2 separate regions of the Urocitellus parryii genome follow, and region 1 is linked to region 2. Evidence: chromatin contacts called from public Hi-C data. All regions are on one chromosome and are shown on one strand. The core of a region is the stretch at or near the end of the contact, and the rest is flanking DNA. Distances in the headings are between cores, read along the strand shown.

Region 1 (6,490 bases), core at 3,655-6,154, 190 kb before region 2:
GTGACAAACAAGTTGGGAAGTTCTGTTTAAGTCACAAAGGTGAGCCATTACATCACAAAAGGTGGGGCCTAAAGGGAGGTCTTAGGTTGTCAGTGGATTGAATTCAGCGAGGCCCTAAGCAACCTAGTGAGACCATCTCAAAATAAGAAATAAAAAGGGCTAGGAATGTAGCTTTGTAGTTAAATACCCCTGGGTTTAATCCTCATCCCCAGTAGCAGTCCCCTCTCCCGCAAAAAAAGGAAAGATGACAATTTTCTCTCCAAATTGCAAGAGTAGCAAACAATTTCTTGCTCCAATTACACGAGAGCTGTAGAATTCCTGTGGCTATCCTATTTCTTTACTATTTCATTTGTCTTCTCATTTTAGGATTCCAATTGGAGAAGACATTCTTCGGGCATATTTTCATGGTGGAGGACTAAAACCCAGGATGGTAGGAAAAATACTAAAGGACATAATATATTAAAGTTTCTACTCCAACCTGGTATTGACCAAGGCAAGTCAACACAAGCTCAAAGTCAATAGAACACAGAAGTCATATTATATAATATATAGGAAAGTATGGCAAAGGTGGAATGGAAGAAATAATTGTGAATGAACTATGAAATCCACCACATAAATTTACTATGATTCCAAAGCCAAATTCCAAGTTTTTCATCTTGGCAAACCAATTCTAAAATGCCCATGGAAGACCAAAGGGCTGAGAATTCTTGAGATCCTTTTTTTTTTTTTTAATATTTATTTATTAGTTATTGGCGTACACAACATCTTTGTTTGTATGTGGTGCTGGAGGATCGAACCCGGGCCGCACACATGCCAGGCGAGCGCGCTACCGCTTGAGCCACATCCCCAGCCCCTCTTGAGATCCTTGTAAAGGATAAAAAGAAGTAAGTCAGGGAAGGACTCCCATAATCGGAAATCAAGATTTTAAGTAAAACTACAGATCATCAGGCAGTATGGTACTAACACAGGGATAGACAAATGGAACAAAGTGGAAGACCTAAAACAGAACCATACATACATGGAAACCTATTATAAGATACCTCTAGCATTGCAAATCTGATAAAGAAATACATTGCAGATGAAATGTAGATGGCAAAATTTTAAATCTTTTGGACGAAAACCTGGGAGAATATTTTTATTTTCTTGGGGTCAGGACTTCTCAAAACACATGAAATGGTGGAAGACATGACCAATTAACAAAAGAGGAAATGAGGATGGTTATTGAACATTAAAGATGTGTTGGGTGTGGTGGCGCTAGCCTATAATTCTAGCAACTAGGGAGGCTCAGGCAAGAGGATCACAAGTTCAAGGCCAGCCTCAGCAACTCAGTGAGGCCATAAGTGACTTCATGAGATCCTTTCTTAAACTAAAAAATAAAAAGGGCTGGGGATGTAACTCAGTGGTAAAGAATCCCTGAGTTCAATTGCCAGCACAAATAGAAAGAAAGAGAGAGAGAGAAAGAGAGGGAGGGAGGAGAGAGAGAGAGAGAGAGAGAGAGAGAGAGAGAGAGAGAAAGAGAGGGAGGGAGGAGAGAGAGAGAGAGAGAGAGAGAGAGAGAGAGAGAGAGAGAAAGAAAGAAAGAAAGAAAGAAAGAAAGAAAGAAAGAAAGAAAGAAAGAAAGATGGATGGATGCTCAACCATACCGGTAGTTGGGTAAATACAAATTACAACCATTATGAGAAATTGTTTTACATCCACAAAGAGAACAAGTGTTGGTAAAGATGCAAGGCCAGGGGAACTTTCATATACTGCTAATGGGAATGAACATTGGAACAACCAGTTTCAGAAACAAGTTGGCAAACCAATTCTAAAATGCCCATGGAAGACCAAAGGGCTGAGAATATGTCACACACATACCTTAACACCTAACAATACCACTTCTAGCTATTTATCCTAAAAAACATTCTTGAACACATGTAGCATGTGTAGTAGGAATAATATTTAAGGATGTGCAATGGACATGGTGGTGCATTTTATAATCCCAGAAACTCAGGAGGCTGAGATAGAAGGATTGCAAGTCCGAGGCTACTCTGAGCAACTTAGTGAGACCCTGTCTTAAAATAAAAATAAAAAATGACTGAGGGTGTTGCTTATTTATAGAGCATCCCTAGGCTACCCCCCAAACCCCCGACACCCCCACCCCCCAAAAGAATGTTCATAGAAATATTGCTTGCAATAGGAAAAACTGGAGACAACCCAATGTTTGTTCAAAACAGAGTGGATAATTAAATTGTGGTATATTCTTTTTTTTTTTTTTTTTTTTTTTTTGGTACCAGGGGTTGAACCCAGGGGCACTTAACCACTGAACCACAAGCCCAGCCTTTTTTATATTTTATTTAGAGACAGGGTCTCATTGAATTGCTTAGGGCTTTATGGCTTTGAATGCACAATCCTCCTGCCTCAGCCCCCCGAGCTGCTTGGGTTACAGGTATGCACCACCGCTGCCAGGAAATTGTGGTGTATTCTTACAACGAAATACTATATAACAGAGAAATCAAATAGTTTAATCTGAGAACTACAATGCTGAACGAAAAATGCAAGTTGCATAAGAATCGTGTAAATTTGTTTCATTAGCCAAAAGTTCAAGGACAAGCTAAAATGAACTATGTAGTGTTTAGGGATACATGTACTGGTGATAAGAGAATTCTTAAACCAAAATTCAGGATGGTGGTTTTCTCTTGAGAAAAAGGATACCATCACAGGGGGCATACTGAAGGCTTCTTGTTTGAATGGAAACTTCAGCAAAGCCAGTATGAAGTGGCAGAGACAGAAGCCAGAACAGCGTGCTGAAGGTTGAAGTGAAGCTAGCAGCAAGAAAGGTAGCTAGTGCAGTAAACTCATTAAATAAATGTTGCTGGAAATAGAAGCAGATTATGTTATCACAAAATAGTCAACCTCGTGTCTTGTAGAGCAGACTTCTTTATGATGAGGTAGAAGAGTGGGTGGTGGGGCGGCTATATGAAGGTGACTGTGAGGGAGCTGAATGGAGCTGTGGGTTGGGAACTTTCCCCTCACACAGAGGGAGATTTAGGAGTCTGCTTTCATTGGTTGCACTGAACTGTGTGCCCCTTGATGATCAAGTAAGATCTCCAAGCAGCTCAGCCACTGTCTGCCTTGGCTCTCATGAGGCCCCCTTGCCAGGAATTCCCATTAATCAAAGTCTGGGAACAAATGCAGACTAGTCTGCCTTGGAATGCTCACATGTCTTGCAGCCTGGCTTGGGCTTTCTGTTTTTTTTTTTTTTTCCCCAGAGTGATTGCTCTGACTGCCCATAAATATAACTTGAAACCCCACCTCATCATGACTTTATGGTGGTACTCTAAAAGCCTCTTATGGAAATGAACCATTCTGCATCTTTGGAAGTTTATTCAAGGAACAAGTTAGGAAAACTCCTTGATTTGGAAAAGTAGAAACACAGAAAGGATCACATTGAAAACTCATATGTATATACCTTGCCTTTAGGGGTTCTCCTGGAGCTTCATTGTGACCTGATAAAGAGAAACTTGGAGCTACTAATCAATAGGGAAAGGAAAAGTGTTATCATAAGAGTCCAGGTGGGGAACAACAGGGATTGGGAACAAATATGGAAGCCAAAGAACACTTAGAAGGGAGGTTTCACTCCCTTGCAAAATAAAACTGCAGCTATGACTACAGGGTTGGGAGAAGTTCTCAAAATAGTTGGTAAAATCAAACACTTACATTCCCTTAGTGTGGGCAGGGGTCTTGGGATTTCTCCTGCCTGTGCTCCCTTATAGAGAGAAACAAATATCTTAAGGAAAAGTGGGTGATTCTCATGTTTCTTTTCCCCCTGGAAACCAGGCCTATTTCAGAGGGGATAATAAAATCAAGTTGATAATAAGCCTGTCCCAAACCTCAGGTAAGACTGAAGCTCCATCTTCAGGACTCCACCTACATGTAGCAAGCCATGAAGATTGTCTTGGAATGTCCTTCACATAATCTAGACTGAAAAATAGCCTTGATCATCAGAGTCTGGTCATCGTAGCTGCAACAAATCTAAATAAGCAAACTCTCTAAAGTAACCTTGAGCTTCTATTAGCTTTTATCCTGCACTCATGATATATCTCTTAGTTATATTCCTAGAACTGACTACCCTAGTCTATGTTCAGGGAGCTTTTCTAGGTAAGACTAAGGAAGTAACAGGAAAAGAAAATAGACAAAACCAGATTAAAATAATGGTGTGTAAAGTGAGGTAAGAATATGGGGGTAGGGATCTCTCAGTGTTTTTGCCTGTTCCATATGGGATAGTTTTGACAAGCTACTTACTGACAATCTGTTTGAAATAAAGTCTTCCCTTCCCCTCTCCAGCTACTTCAATGAGCCTGAGTCATTCATGGCTTGCTGTTGTTTAGCTTCCGCTGAGCCGGCCCCAGTCAATGAACTCTGGATGTAATAGAAACAACTACTTGCCTACAGGTTGAGGATTGGAGGTTTGTCCTCTCAATTCTGCTCTCCCTCAGTCACTTGGCAATCCCTGAGCGGAAAACCTCGTCCTACTCCAGGCTCCCTTCCACTATTCAGAAGGAGGCCTCTCCTGGCCCAAGGCTGGGCGTCCCAGCAGGGAACAAACGCTGAGCAGCCCCGAGGGCTTTGGTGGTCCCGCCGTCACCCCGGGCCCCCGCTGTGCTCCAGCAGGCCGCTGCGGGGCGCTGCGGCCCCAGAATAGGAGCCTCGGGCGGGGTGGGACGGGGCGGGGCGGAGGGCCCTGCGCTCTGCGGGCGCGGCGGGCGCGGCGGGCTCGGCCACAGGTAACCTGCGGGAGCCGCGAGCGCGGAGGGGCGTGCGGGCGGCTGGAGGCGGCGGCGCTGGGCTGCGCCGAGGCCCGGGGGGCCGCCCAGCCAGCGGGAGTCGGTCGGATCGTCACCCCTCGCTTCCTACCCTGTAGCGGGCATCGGTTCCTGCGGCGTGAACCTCCGGCGCGGGAGAGAAAGGTGCAGTGCGACCTCGCTGGGTCCCTTGGAGAACCCCCTTAATTCGAGGTTGGGCGCCCCTCACTCCCAGGGCGCCTCTGATCCTGGGAGGACTAGTCCAAGGCTCGGTAGCTGCTGCTGCTCCCTCGGCGCCCTCAGATCGCGGACTCTGGGGAGAGGACCCGGACCCAGCGCGTTGCCCCAGTCCTGAGGCCTCGGGAAAGCCCGGTTAAGCGGATGTCTCCCTGCTCCCCCCTTTTGCTTTGCCTCAGTTGCCTCCTTAGAATATGGCTCTTTGGGCCGGAGGTGGGTGGACAGAGAACTTTCTCTTCTTCGCTCACCCCTCTCCTTTTTCTCCAGTAAGCCCTCGGAGTTTGCAGAAACTGGTGTGTGCAAAGCACGGCTGGGGGCTGGGGGCTAGGGAACAGGTCACCACGTACCTCTTCACCGCGCGGCGGCTGGCCGCTGGAGGAAAGGAGGTCCTCTGCTGTCGCCGTCCCCTGGCCTGCGGACAGGGCTTGGCGTGACCCGGCTGGGCTCCGACGCGCCCACAGCCAGTCCCCTCCCCACCTCATTCCCCCGCCACCTTAGAGGACTGACTGTAAAGGGTGCCGGGAGATGGGGGTCTGTCCCGGGGGGTGGTCGAGACCCCCGCTGAAGTCCCAGCTCTATAGAATTCAGCAAGTGGTATCTCCCGGGAGCCAGGAAGTGACCGTGTTGTCTGTTTGGGTTCAAACATCACTTTACTGACACTTGTCTTGGGGATTTAAGTGCGGTGCTTCAGGTAGCTTTGGGAGGCTGGAAAAGTGAAGTATTATTTGTGACCCATGAAAGAGTGACTTGAATTTTGTCGATCTGGTCAAGATTGTTTTTCCTAAAGAAGGTTCAGGTGCTGGTTAGGAGGTCCACTTTGTCCAGCACCCCCCCCCCCAACACACACACACACAGAAGGAGGAGAAAGAGGTAATGATGATGATGATGATCTGCTTTGGAGTCATGAGATTTAGTCTTGACACCACCAATTCTTAGGTGTGTGTCTTTGGAAACCCACGCCTTTATGCCTTAGTTTCTAGAATTGTAAACTGGAGGTATCATACATAACTTCAAAGTATTGTTGTAGAAATTCAGTTGATGCAAGAAAAATGGTTGGCATAGTGCTCTTGAATGTTAGGCATCTTTTTTGTGAACCTGTTGGATGATGATAATCATGTTAAGATAAGTCTGTTAGCTGGGCGTGGCGGCGGACGCTTATAATCCCAGCGGTTTGGGAGGCTGGAAAGGAGGATCGCAAGTCCAAAGCCAGCCTCAGCAATTTAGCAAGTCCCTGTAGTAAAATAAAAAATATAAAAGAGCTGGGGATGTGGCTCTGTGGTTAAGTGCCTCTGGGTTCAATCCTCGGTACCTTAAAAAATGACATCTGTAAAGTCAATGTAAGTGAAAAAAAGCTTGAGGAATGAAGACCAGCATACATGGGTTCAGGGTCCCTTGGTGTCCTGACACTGAGTGAGGATTTCTCATCCTTAAAATAGCAACAACAACCTTGTTGTTCCTGCTGTCCTAAG
Region 2 (7,170 bases), core at 2,229-4,728:
TAAAAGTATTCTGCATGCACATCTTTAGGAAGAGTATCATCAAAAGTTAGACTTTAACACTGTGTGACTTTTTTAAATTTCCAGGATTAGAGACTGCTATGTATGTCAACCATGTCACACAAATTATTTCCAATTTGTTCTCTGTACAGAAATTCTTCACAAATGCTTTTGTATATCAGATGGTTTTGCAACAGGTTGATATACCTATTGGCTCAGGCAAGCTTTTAGAATCAGTAGATTACCTCTGTGGAAGGGTATTCAGAAATATTTTGTGGACTCTGAAGCTCCAGGAGGTGGGGGTGGACCTTGGCAAGATATGTACCATTAGTTCACATCTCTCTTCTGGCATATAGTCCAATACTGGCATCATCTGGTGAAATTCTGTCTACATCTTTCAGGTGCTGGTCATATTTTTGATTCACTTCTTAGTTTTGTTCTGTTGAACGGAGGATTTCAGTTTGTAGACTGGCAATTCCAGAATCTTTCACTAAATTAATTGTATGTTATAAACTAAACCTCTTTCAAAAGTATCCTGAAGTCAACTTTGGGGATATAGTTCTCTTTCAGTGAAGGGGATTAAACTTAGGGCCTTGGCCATGCTAAGTAAGCACTCTATCACTGAGCTATATCCTCAGCCTATAATATATTTGTTTCTTAAATTTTTCCTGTTACAGGAGAAGAATCTAATGCACCATGGATATTCCTTAATGATTTATGTCCTTCTGTGTGGATGTGAAAAGGCAATTATGGACATTTCATCCAGAAGTTGCCTAAAATCTTTCCTCTTCTTGGTGTTTCAGTGTGTTCAATAAATTCTTTTTCTTTTCTTTTCAACAAAGATCCAGATTCCCAGTGGTCTTTTTAGAGAATTCTTTGACTACCAAACTATGACACATCTGAAGAACATACCCCAACAATCTTGAAGGTTTATACAGAAGGGATTTTTCAAGAAAATTCCAGAGTATCTCCTGGAGTTAGTATGCCTCTAGTCCTGCATCTAATGCTATTTAACAGCTTGAGATCTAATTCATATACTGTATGTTTAGAATGCATTTGAGCATATTCATAGTTTATTCAGAGTTGTACAACTAGCACCATAATCTAACTGTAGGACGTTTTCATAACCCCCCAAAGAAATATCACACCCATTCACCAGCTACTTTTCCATTTTACCCATGGCCCTAGGCAGAACAACCTGGACATTTCACATAAACAAATCCATATGATACAATTTTTTGTGACTGGCTTCTTTAACAATGTTATCAAAGTTCACCCATGTATATTATGAATCAGTCCTTCATTTCTTTTTATTGCCAAATAATATCTTGTATGAAAATACTAAGTTTTATATATTAACTGATAAATATTTGTTTTCCTACTTCTTGGCTATCATTAGTGCTGCTATGTATAGCACTCATGTACATATTTCTTATACGTGCATGGTTTCATTCTCTTGATTATGACCTAGGAGAACTGCTAAATCATATGGTAACTCCATGTTATGGCTTGAGGAGGGGGATGGTCTGTTTTACTAAAGTGGCTGCAGATAGTTTACATTCCCACCTGCAATGTAGGAGTGTTCCAAGTTCTCCACATGTTTGACATTTATTATTTCCCTTTTTAATTATAGCTACAGTAGTGGAAATGAAGTGCTCTCTCATTAGGTTTTTGATTTGCACTTTCCTTATGAGTGTGTTGAGCTTATTTTCATGTATTAACTGGCATGTTGGAATGGGGTTTGCTTCTTAAATAACTGCAGACACATCCAGAAACATTTTTAAAACTCAAGTGTATTTTTCAGTCCTGAGGCAATCACTTCAATGTGATTTTCTCTGCTCTCTATAACACAACATTTCTATCTTGATATTTTGCTCAAGTACTGTACATACAGTTTGACTTGACTTTGAGCTGTCCATTGTTAAGCCTAAGCTCAACAAATTACACGGAGATTTGAAGATCCTTCAGAATAATGCTATAGTTAAGATTTTGCTAAAGCAAGTGTTTTTTCTAACTCCTTTAGCTGCATAGTGCCTTGAGTAATCATCATCCGGATTGCATCCTGTAGAAAAAAGGGAAATCTGATCACTTAACCTGGTGAGGTACAATCTCACCATTTTGTTAAGTTCAAGAGCCTATAGTGGTGGGCTGAGAATGTAGTTCAGTGGTGGAGTGTGAGCTTAGCATGCACAAGGCTGTGAGTTGGCACCATACAAAAAGATTCTCCAAATAACAAAACAAAACAACAACAACAAAAAAACCCCCAAAAAAAATGTCATTACTGGGAACTGTTGAATATTAGGAAAATTAAAAGCTATGTGGTACAGCATAAAAACCAGGTGCTGCAACTGTATAGATAGATATTTTAAAGTATAATTTGGAAAATTAGTACCACTATAAGCAATGATCAAGATATACCATCTTGGTGACATTCCAAAATGCCTGCTAAACTTTTAAAAAACTGGTCACTTAATACAAGAGTCTGGGACTGCCCTCACCATGATCTATTCTCACCTCTTCAGTGGCACTTTTGTTTCTTTTGAATTCTTCCCTTGCCCAGTCCTTCAGGTACTTGCGATCAGAATTGTTTGATACTTGCTGAATTGCTCGTAAAATCCTTCTGTAGAGCATGAGAACTTGTTGCCTTCTCATGAACTGTACGTGGGGGGAGAAATGACAATTGATAGCCAGTTTTACTTTGGCAAACCAGCTGTAACCAGACGATATCTTTTTAGTTTTCAATTTTTTTAAAAAAAATTTTTTCTTAGTTGCAGATGGGCACAATACCTTTATTTTTATGTGGTGCTGAGGATGGAACCCAGTGCCTCACATGTGCGAGGCAAACGTTCTACCACTAAGCCACAGCCATGACCCCAGGTTCTCAATTTTGAAGATAGCAAAGAAAACCTTTTTATTCTCTATTTTAATTTTATTTTTAAGGAAAACGGCAATAGGTTCACGTGGGTCATTTGTCGACTCTTTTGTAAAACTTAAGAACCTTTAAAAATCAAAAGTTGACCACCTTTATGGGTATAAAAAGGGTTGCCGGGTACCTACAAACTGTAACATTAATAGCACTTTTTCTAAATTTAATGCAGTTGTCCAAATTCTTTCGGAATCCCCCCCCCCCCCCCCCCCGCCTTAACCATGGTTCGGTACTACCAACAGAGCGAGCTTTTCTGCGGTCCCTGAAAAGAAAGCGCCTACCCGTTTGCTCCCTCCCCAACTCTTGGGGAAGCCCCGCCTCCAACCCCTAGGGCCAATCACTGGCGTGCGCGTGCAGCGTCATAACCCCGCGGACCCGCCCGGTTGGCCTGATACTGTAGTCCGGGTGGGGAAAGTAGAAAATCGAGCAGCTCATACCATTAGGTGTAGACCTGGGTAAGAGAGAACATCAGTACCTGCTTTAGCGTCAGCGTTGCTGGAGGCAACCGGGAAGCGGCCATCTCAGAAATAGAACGCGTTCCTCTCGGAGTCTCAGTGCGCAGGACGGAAGTGAGGGAATGGTCAGGGGGCGGAGCGAGCTCCGTTTCCTGGGAGACGCTTGTGGATTTGTGTTCCTACCCCGAAAGTCAGGCGTTTGGGAGGGAAGCCCAGGAGTTTGAAGTTTATTAGGTCTGTTGCCTGGGCTAGGTATTTAACCGGTCTTAGTCGAGTTAGCTCATCGTTTGAATAGGGTAATAGTGTTTGTATTACAAGGTGGTTGTAATAACGAAATAAGAATGGTAAGGCATTTGGCACCGTATGCATTTAAGAATTTATCAATGGGGACTGGGGATATAGCTCAGTTGGTACAGTGCTTGCCTTGCATGCACAATGCCCTGGGTTTGACTCTCAGCAGCAGCAAACTTTTTTCTTCTATTAAAATTTTATTTTTAAGGAAAACGGCAATAAGTTCAGCAACAACAGGCTTCATTAATGGAAGCTAAGGTTTTTGTTTTTTCCTTTGGAAGGGAAGAACATATTTAGTATTTTAGGATGTTACTTATTTAAGCATTTGCATCCTGCAGATTTTCTCGTTTTCATTACTTTTTTTTTTTAAAGTTTTTTCCTGTAGTGGTCTTCATCATGATCATTTGTAACAGTGTAACAGGAGTTTTAAATGTTTGTCCCATTGAGACTTTAAGCAGTTTTTTTTCTTTGCCTCCTGTCAATAATGAGGAGGAACTGAATATCCTCCTACACTTCAGACTTTTACTCCTAGTTCTCATCCCCATAACACATCCTTAGTTTGTGGCATTTTTGCCATGTTTTCCAAATAGTGAATTAAAGTACAACCAAAAATAATCAGTTAACCCATTTACAGAGCACTCCAGTGAGTCACCTGTTGGAATCCACGAGTTCCCTTTTCCTAGCTGTGTGTGGCTATTTCTCCTGGCCTGTTTCCTTTTCTGTGAAGTGTAAAATGAAATACAGCATCCATCTCAGAGTTGTATCATATGCAATGTTCTAAGAGGCCCTGGCACATACAAGAAGTCTAATCCTTAGCTGTCTTAGTTTAGTTGGCATTGTGATGCTAATAACCTCATGACCACATTGCAGTGGTATATTTTTCAAATTTTGTCCTAACAGATGAACAGTATAACAACTTATTACAGATCTGGCTTTTCAAGTACTAGGGCAACTAAATACTCCTAGCCACTTTAGATTATTTTTTTACTGATTTTTGTGCATGATTTAGGCACATTTATGCTGATTAGGACTTTTATTCTAGTTTTTCATGGTTTATATCCTTAAGCTTTATATCTACACTATTTGTATTTTATTTCCTTTGAGGCTTGTTTTGTCTCTTCCCATTTGAGACTTTGTAACTATTTTATTTTCTTAATTCTTGCAAGTACCCTACCACTGAGCCACAATCCCAGCCCCACTAAGCTAGAATTTTAACACCATTTATTAAATAATTATCTTCCTGGGGCTTTGTGGTGCATTTTTGACCATATAGTACATACTTACAGTCTGAGGATCTGTTTAGGCTGTTGTCTTGGACTAGTATGTTTTTAAATTTTTTTTTTGGGGGGGGCATATTTTGTTACGACGGGACACTGTAATAGATTCTTGTAAGAATCTATTATTGGTGTTCAGTATGACCTTGACAAATGTTTTCTATAATTTCTCTCAACCTTCTTTAGGTTCTTGTTTGAATTGCCAGTTAATTAACAGACATTTTTACACTCTTCTTTGCTTCCAGAAACATCTTCGAAACAGGTAATACTGTCATAAGCTAGGCACGCTGTCTTCAAAGACTTGGAAGTTCATACCATGGAGGTTATCTTTCTGGAGGAGTTATCTGAGGTAGGTGGTTGTCAGAATGTCAAAGTAGATAAGATTCCAGACAACTAATGGAACACCGGTAGATTGCAAGACCTCTCATTTTCTGTGACTAGGTCAATGGTAAGGCTGCAGGGAGGGAATGAACAGGAGAGTCAGGGAAGAACCTCATAGGTTGTAGTAAGAAACTCCAAGTGTCCTCTTCACAATAGGAAGATCTGAAGGGACTTTTGGGTAGAGATTTTAGAAAGATCCTTGGTTGTTGTCAGTGAATAAAGTGAAGCAAACAAAGACAAATTTGAGTTATCATTGAAGTAGTCCAGGTTAGAGATTAAGAGCTCCATCTGCAGTGAATTGCATGGGGGAGAGAAATAGGATAGCTATAAATATCCAGAAGCTATACTTGACAGATTATTAATTTTGGATTTGGATGGAGACAGAAAGGGAAGTAAAGCCCAAGTACAGACCAAACTCCACATTTGTAAACAGTGGCAGCTGGAGCAGTTAACATAGAAGGGGGATTTTAGAACAGATTTGTGCTAGAATCAGTGACATTTTGAACATGTTGCATTTGAAGAGTTTATCACCCAACTAGAGTTCCAGCAGACATCTGAGTAAGTCATGGTGATGATTCTATTATCGCCCAGTGACATGATAGCTGTCTTAATTGGTTCTTTAACATGGAATGTACTTACACAATGAAAATGCCTAGTGCTGCATTTCTCAGACTGTAACCCTGTCATTAAGTGAACTACAATGTTAATTAAGTATACCAGAGTAGCCTTGTTGGACCCCTGGATAGAAACCTTTGCAGGCCTTTTGCTTAGATAATGGTTGAGCTATGAGTGACAAAGTGTCTTTAGATTATTAAGAGCATATAGAGCATTTGTGTTCTAATTCCTCAAATGTCAGAATTTGCCTTTTTGGTCAAGGAGACTGGGTATTTGGGGATGGAAAGTAGGAGAAGGAAGAGGGAGTAGCAGGGCACAAATAGTAGCCCTGTCAGCAGTCATGTGGTAGTTTAATTTGTCATCACTCCTGTAAGTCCTAATAGTAGCCCAGATTCTCAATGCCTTGCTCATGAATCTATCAGGCTTTTAATCCTGGGTCCACAACCCTTATACCCCATCAGTTTGCGATATTGCTTTTTCCCCACGTATTGAAAATAGCATTCTTGGGGACCTGATACCAGAATTCCTTCTGTCCCAGGGCCAAGAGAATCATTTTGAGCACAGCAGTAGGGGAGCTGTATCTTACACCTGCTGATTAAAGGTAAATATAACAGTGCAGCTGTCTTTCCCTATCAGACCCAACTGGGAATATTAAACTTCTTGTCCCATAGAGGGCTTTGGCCAGTGAAGTATGAGTGGAAGAGGTGTGTGTGTGTCATTATGAAGCAGAATCTTTGAGTCAGTGTGTGGTTCTGCCAACTAACCCATAGACATGGGAGTAAAGTTGTGGGATCATGTTAATGTGCTCAGCAGACAAGACCAGTCCTCCAGCACGTGTTTTGAATTTGTCATATTCCACTGATCACAAATTAGCCCAGGGATGATGGTATACATCTGTAGTACCAGTGACTTGGGCAGGAGAATGCCAAGTTCCAGGCCAATCAGCTTAAGTTGCTTCATTTTTAAGACAAGGGTTTCACTAAGAAGGGCCGAGGCTATAGCTAGGTCAGTGATAGAGCATCCTTGGGTTCAATCCACAGGAATGTGTGTGGGGAATCACAACATATCTCAACAATGTTGTATTATTTTAATAACTTTCAGAGTATAAACTGCATAGTTTTCGAGAATAAAAAATGATATAACTTGATACATGCTTTAGGACATTTGGTTAAACAACAAGCAATCTGTGTTTAATGATCACCACCTATAAGGGTGGCAGACTTCACAGTGT

Evidence for each region. Hi-C and Micro-C count contacts between places; a contact is called where the count stands out from the background.
Region 1: a Hi-C map of muscle shows a contact between it and region 2, with 6 times the contacts expected there. The contact joins the promoter of Ankrd6 here to the promoter of Lyrm2 in region 2. A contact is called at or near these places in 2 of 2 Hi-C or Micro-C datasets (liver and muscle).

What each region holds. Positions count from the first base shown.
Region 1 is chr8:70,545,891-70,552,380 of mUroPar1.hap1, reverse strand. It overlaps Ankrd6 (ankyrin repeat domain 6), which reads left to right and starts at 4,904. Exons shown (of 16, transcript XM_026410983.2): 1 at 4,904-4,949.
Region 2 is chr8:70,354,902-70,362,071 of mUroPar1.hap1, reverse strand. Lyrm2 (LYR motif containing 2) reads right to left here and starts at 3,478. Exons shown (of 3, transcript XM_026411219.2): 1 at 3,399-3,478; 2 at 2,512-2,652; 3 at 1,771-2,059. The coding sequence starts at 3,443. The coding sequence ends at 1,979. Mdn1 (midasin AAA ATPase 1) reads right to left here. Exons shown (of 102, transcript XM_077801620.1): 102 at 7,036-7,170.